Regions from separate parts of the Cricetulus griseus genome. Here region 1 is linked to region 2. A link is a contact called in public Hi-C data. All regions are on one chromosome and are shown on one strand. Each heading gives the region's core, a stretch centred on a gene start, on an enhancer-like site or on the middle of the called end of the contact. The rest is flanking DNA. Distances are from core to core; before and after follow the strand shown.

Evidence for each region. A called contact is a pair of places that touch in the nucleus more often than the background predicts.
Region 1: a Hi-C map of liver shows a contact between it and region 2, with 8 times the contacts expected there. The contact joins the enhancer-like site here to the promoter of Plcl1 in region 2. A contact is called at or near these places in 5 of 8 Hi-C or Micro-C datasets (the CHK-Q cell line, the CHO-K1 cell line, fibroblasts and 1 more).

What each region holds. Positions count from the first base shown.
Region 1 is chr2:410,098,784-410,102,201 of CriGri-PICRH-1.0, reverse strand. The region is part of intron 5 of Plcl1 (inactive phospholipase C-like protein 1); the gene reads right to left. Among named protein-coding and RNA genes, the nearest start is that of Plcl1, 290 kb to the right of the region's middle. Within about 2 kb of position 1,366, at least 1 of the 6 cell types and tissues checked has open chromatin away from gene starts, as enhancers often do.
Region 2 is chr2:409,804,249-409,807,714 of CriGri-PICRH-1.0, reverse strand. Plcl1 (inactive phospholipase C-like protein 1) reads right to left here and starts at 1,268. Exons shown (of 6, transcript XM_027396911.2): 1 at 555-1,268. The coding sequence starts at 797.

The DNA.
Region 1 (3,418 bases), core at 117-2,616, 290 kb before region 2:
CAGGTTTAGCACAGTAGTGTCAAACTGGGAAGATGAACACCTTGAGTGAGGTTTTTTTTTTTTTAAACAGGCTTTTTAGTCACACAGAACAAGGGTTTCAGAACAAGGGTTTGTCTTCCTGCTTGCTAGTTAGTCACATTGTCTGGAGCCCACCTCCTAGCCTCCATACACCAGTTCATCTCTGTGCTCACCTTCAGGTCTGCCCCAAAGGAGCTGACTCAGCATTCTCAAAGGAACAAAGCATGACAGAACAGTGACTTAGCAGAACTCGGAGATGACACTGTGTGAGCCACAAATATTTCACTTGAGGAGTGTGAGTATTAGGGGTCTGGGAACTTCCCATGAAAGTAAGAGAGGAGCTTGTGTATGTTTGAGTAACACAGAGCAGTTGGTCAGGTGAATAGACAGGCAAGAGTGCACCTGGGAAGAAATGGTCCTGAAGCTGCATTGGGGTTGGGGGAGGGTTCTCTATGAGCTGGAACTCCAGGCAAGTGCAGACCGGCAAGGGAGGGGAAGGTGCAGAGCCAAGAGAAAGCCTCCTGACCTTTGACATTTCCAAGTCAAGAACAGAAAGGCTTTTCTTCCATTTGAAAGACAAACAACAAATCAATTCTCTCATCCAAGTATAGTCTGATTATTTATGAAGTGTTTTTATTTTAAAGTCCTTAAATAAATTCAGAACCTTGGTTTATTCAGGAGACTAAGATCTGTTCTTTGAATTTTCACTTATCAGATCATTATGCTAGACTTGAAAAGAGGACTACATGCCCTAATAATATGAGATTCAACAAAAAAATTTATTTTCTTTTAGCATAGAGTTAGAAGTTAAAATACATTTGTTGTCAAATTTGTCTAAGGTTAAGATCTAGCTGAGTAGCAACTGAAATTTCCTCATTTGACCTTCTTTAGGTCTTTAGGCTTCTCTGTTGTGCTTTAATACACAACAAACAAATAAATAAATAAACAAAGCAGGTGCACAAGATCACCAGTATATCCTGACACTTATGGAACTATGGAAGTTCCCTCTTAAGTGTAATCTTCATGAGGAAAACAATCACAATATTACATAATAATTACAATGAACATGAACAAATGTTAAAGGCACTCAAAACTTCACAGTAAACAGAGGCCAGAGAGAAAAGGCACAGACTGATAGCTCTGCAGCTGCTATATGCCTAAGAACATTCATACAGATCCCATGTGAATGGCACCCCAAGAGTTTACTCATATATTGGGATTCGTAAATCTGTCTGGCTCCAGGATTAACTGATAGACCTCATGAGCAGGAAAGGAGATGACACCACCACAGACATTTCCAACAAGATAATTTGACTTGTACCAATGTTTAACTTCAGTGAAATTCCTGAACTTCCACGTGACTAATTGTCAAGGCCAGTACAGGTCAAGGATTGCTCTGCAAACAGCTTCTGGGTAGCCTTGACAAAGACCTCAAAGGAACAGACTTTCCCAGGAGCAGCTGTCCAAACACTAAAGATGTTTAAAAACGGACAGTAGCAATCATTTCACACTTTTCTCTCTCTTTCCAACCAGAGAAAAATTACTAGAACACAATTTTGCTATTGGGATGAAAGCAATACTTTTAAAGTGGCAATTACTAAGTAGAGATCACAGCAATGATTCTGTCCAAATTGACACAACAGTGATTTAGATGCAAAGAATATGTTTTTCAGAATCTGGAATGAGAAGCTCTGGTGATACCTGTAGTTATTGTACCATTTGTATAGTCTCTTATTTGTTCTGAGAACAGATTTAAATAGCTTAGAAGACAGTATCACTCTTCTATCACTGTCACCACTACCTCCACCTATTTTTGCAGAGCTTACAATGTCAGGGATCTGTGAGTTACTGATAACCAGAGACACCCCACATACACAAAGTATGTATGTTCAATTCACCGATAGTTCTTTTCAGTGGCATCCATTCTCTCCCCAGCTAAATTGTATCATACACAAAGGAGAGCAGGAAGGAAGTATCTGGCTTTCCCCCTTTCTGATTTCAGCTCCCGAGGCCTCTACGAGTTGACTCAGGACACACAATGTCCATTGTCAAGAGTCTTTAGTTCCACTTATTCACTGTACTTCTACTAACATATGCTTTCTTCATATACGAGAATTCACATGTTGGCTTGATTTTTAGCAATCACAGATAGCTGTTTCTTGAATACATCAAGGCCACAATAAGCATGAACCAGTTTCCTGCAACATGTGTAATAATAGAATGAGGACACGGTGTGTAAATTGCCATGCTCTCACCAGCAGGTAAACACTGTACAGTTATCAAGGGTCTGTATAATTATTCCAGAATAAATTCAAATTATAAGCTTTTAAGCAAAGTGGGGGAATAAAATACCAGTTTGGAAGTGTGCCTCCATAGACCATGAATAATTCTGAAATAGTTAACCTTCTTTATCTGTTTTTTCCCCATTAATACAAAAAAAAAACTTGATTTACTCAGGAATTGTGGAGGTATGGACAAAATTAGAATAAACTTGACCCCTGTCTCCGACTCAAAGCAACTGGAATTTCTGCTAAAGCTCACACTTTTAACACATAGTTTGTGTCTCTATTACAAAATGCCTGAGAGCAGCAACATTTTAGAAAGGAGATGCATTTGAGCTCTTGATTTCTGAGGTTTTAGTCCAGAGACACTCAACTTGGCCTTGTTGCTTTCAGGCCTTTGGCAGCAGTGGGAGCACCTGGGAGGAAAGTGCCTTCACCTCATAGGGAGGAAGAAGCAAAGAAAGAGAAAGGAGGTGGGGGAGGGGTGTGGTCTCAATGGTCCCCTTAAGGCCAATGTCAATGAAGTTACCTCTCTCCCTCTCTCTCTCTCTCTCTGTCTCTCCCTCTGTCTCTCTGTGTCTCTGTCTCTGTCTCCCCCCCCTCTCTCTCTCTCTCCCTCTCTCTCTCTCTTTCCCTCTCAAAAGTGACAAACCATCTCCTAGTGACTCCACAGGCTGACAACCAAGCCTTCAGCACTGCTCTGGAAATATATCAAGAACCACCCAGGACAGCCACATAATTTACACATGTGTGAGAAATATATCATTTAGCATGTTTAGCAAGAGCAGCGCAACCTTTTAATATGAAAGTTGTTTTCCATTGATTAGGAACTCACAGACAAAAGGACCCATAAACCACTTTTGCTCTAGGTGATTCATGTTGGCTGCTAGTAGAATGTTGATAAAGGTGGCAATCTTTTTATTCATGAGTGAATTGTATAGGCCTTCCATCTGGAGCACAATTAACTCAGAAGTACATTGAGAATAATGTCCTTTTTAAAAAAGTGCTCAAAAGAGTTTCAGTGTTTATTTTGGCTCACAGCTGCAGAGGGCTCCAGTCCACTGTAGATGAAAAGACACAGCATCTATTAGGGAAGGCCCAGTGGCAGAAGCAAAGAC
Region 2 (3,466 bases), core at 19-2,518:
CAGCGCGAAAACTCTGAGCTCTTCCTTCAACCTTTCTGTGCTGCAGAGTCCGCTGCAAACTCTGCCTGCCTACCTGCAAAGTTCAAACCTTTCAGGATTTCAGCACCATTTGTGTCTGGGGGAGATTTCCCACACACACTTGAAAGTAAGCTGTGCTTTGCCTTTGCTGTTCAGGAAAAGCCAGCCCTCGGCCGGAGAATGCACAGCCACCCCGCAGGTCTCTGCATTTATCCCAAGTCCTCTCCCTTCCTCCTCCCATCCACCGGTTTGTGAAGCTCGCTGAAAAAAATGAGGGAAAGCATCCATAAAACCGCAGAAGCGCAGAGCGCAGAGGGGAACTTTTCCCCGGGCTGTCAGAGGGGAAGTCACTTCTGCTTCTCAAGGCCAAGAGCTGAGTCTGGGAACCTCCGGACTAGGCAGGAAGGTTTGGCAGTGAAAGAGGTGGGAGAAAACAATGCCCAGCCTGCTATGCCTGGGGCAATGAACATCCTGCCGGGGTCCCCTATCTCCCCAACACCCACACCCATGCTCTGGGCTGCTGCGGCTCCGCTTACCTTGATGATGCTGCTGCGTCTGGGGGTCGCTCGTGCAGCCTCCAGGAGGCCGGCCTCGCTGTCCCCGGGGGCTCCCGCAGCGCCTGGCAATGCGACCCCGCTGCGACGGTCCCTCATCCGGCCACCCGAGACCGCGGGTGCAGCGTCCCCGGAGGCAGCGTCGGCGGCGACTCGGGGGTCGTCTTCGCCTCCGGCAGCGTCGAGAGGCGCCGGACCCTCCCTGCCAGCCGCGCCCTCAGCCATGGCCAAGCACGTTTCGGGGACTCCCGGCGAGACAGCACGACCGACACCGGGTGTCCAGCCCCTGGCACGGGTGCGCTCGGGCACCGGGAGGAAGCCCCGCTGGACTTTGTCTCAGCGCCGGACGGCGGCTGCAGCAGCAGCCGCAACTTTGTAGAGAGGAGACATCGCGGAGGCAGAGGCGTCCTCGGGCTGTGGTCCAGGAGGTCAGCCGGCCGGCGGCGGGGGCGGGGAGAAGATGCGAGCGGGAGGGAGAAGCAGGAGAAAAGCAGCGGGAGGTACCGGAGGAGACGTGATGCAAACGCCCGCTCGGCGCAGACAAAAGGCGGCGGGCGCCCGGCCAGGAGCCTCCGGAGCTGGGACGCGCGCCGCCGCCGGAGCGGTGACTGCAGACGGGTCACCCGCCACCTGCCCGCCGACGCGCGCGGGCGGCCCCAGGAAGTGCGGCGGCGGCGGCGGCCTCCACTCCGCTCGCCTGTGACACGGAGGGAAGACTTGTTTTGACAGCCCGTAGGGATTGGCAGGCGCCTGGACCTCTCAGGAGCCGAGGCTCGCCGGGGGGGTTCGGCTCGACCAATCCTCACTGCGGAGGGGTGTGCCCCGAGCGCGAAGAATGGAATGTGTTCTGGAGCTCCTTGCCCGCCCGGCCCCGCTCGCCCGCTCGGTACTAGGCGAGGGTGCGCGCGCCAGTGAGCGCACCCTCAGGCACTCAAAGTACATTTTAGGAAGTTTAAAAATGCTAAAGCAGCCTGAAGGTGCACCGAAAATGAGGCTTGGGGCATGGGGGCAGGGAGAAGCCGGAGGAAACACTGCAAAACAGAAAATCTGGAAGAAAGAGGGTGTTAAGTGAGAATGTCAGAGTGTTTGGTGTGGTGGTGACACTTGGCACGGCCAGGAATTAAATACAGGCTCTCCTGCCAATCCTTAGAAGTCAAGTTCATGCGGAGATAAACTAGGGTTTACTAGAACCCTGGAGTTCCACAATTTGCTTCAGGTTCTGTGAGCGGATTCTACCTTCACTCTGCAATCTGACTAAATATGACAAGGAGTGGGAAGAAAGGGGTAAGAGGAAGCAGAACAGCTAAAACCCTGGGGACGTCACCTAAGGAAACACCAGTAGGATGGAAGCCACAAAACTACAAGGTCACTGGCATGCTTAGTCTCTACCCTAAAACGTTCCTATATCACAAGGGTTTAGCCTGATTTCTGCGTCTAATTCTAAATAAATCCGTTTTGCACCTTCCACCAAGATAGTGACCAACAGGAGAGATCTTTGTGTGGAGCAGGAATTCAATGGAATTAACCACACCACGAGCAAATGTGGACAATGGCTCTAAGGTCCCTAGAGAAGACAGCATTTTTATTTAAAAAAAAAAAAAATGGGAGCACTGAGGTCTGTATTAAACCTCACTTGGAGCATTAAATGTATTTCAATTACTAACTATTTCGTAATTCAAGGTTTTGTTTTTCCTGACTCTGCCAAGAGTACCAAGGAATTCTTCAGCCCTGCAGACCTGGAAATTTACTAGAACCCTAGCATTTTAAGGATGCACTGGGTTCGTGGGAGACATCTAGGACAGCTTTTTATTTAACAGAAGAAATGAGCTTTGTCTAAGACTGGTTAGTGCAGACACTGACATTAGTTCTGCTACCCAGCTCCTGGAAACATCTCTTCACTTTTTTATCTAGATCGCCTTAGGCTACAAACAGTCAGAACTGGATAGGGCTCTTGGGAAGATTCATATTTGACATTTACCATCTTCTGGGGGAGACTGGAAAGACCTGAATGTTCCTTTTCTTCAATGTGCTAGTGATGAACAGCAGCTCTGGTTTTAGAAGCAACACCGCCCTCTAGTGAGATGATGAGAACTACATCCAAAATAGCAAGTGCTAGTTCACAACTGTGATATATAGAAAATATTTTTATTTTGTCCTCAGAAATATAACCGATTTTAGGCTATTATTTTTCTGGTACTCAGTCATGTCTAACTTCTGTCTTTTACAGATTTCCACGTTTCAGTTTTCTCTGTTTCTTTAATCAAATTTCCATTTGTGAATTGTCCTTTGAAGATGGTGAAGCTGCAGTTATCTTACTGGTCACCTTCTGATACATTATTTACCAGCATTTCCTGGCCCACAGGTTTGTGTGTCTTTATACTCATTGTAAGGTATTAAAATTAGTATCATCTAACAGTAAAGGTCAGGACTTTCAAATAAAGAAAGGCCAGAAAGTAAAGCATATGGTTTGCAAAATGTTTTGTCTCAATTCCAAATGTCCGAGCTGGACTCTCGTATCTCCTCTTCACTAGCAGTCTTCCCTCATGCCTTCTGTGAACACAAGTGCACCGGAATTGATAAAGACTGAACCTCTCTTCATGAAGATTGTCTTACTCACTTGGCCTTAAGAAAATTAAAATATATGTAGAGAGGGTTTTTGTTTGTTTGTTGTTCTGTTGTCTTCTACAATTTTACATTTTAAAAAACCTGCTGCATGCCTGCCTACCTCACATAGAGTAGAAATCTGAGAAAGAAGAGATCAAGGTCAAAATTTCCCTCAAGGGCATTCTCCCAATGCAGTAAAAACTCCTAATAGGTCCCAACTCTTAAGTGTCTATCACCTCCCAAGAGAGCAAAGATGCAGGCTGAACCTTTAATACATGGGGTTTGGGAGA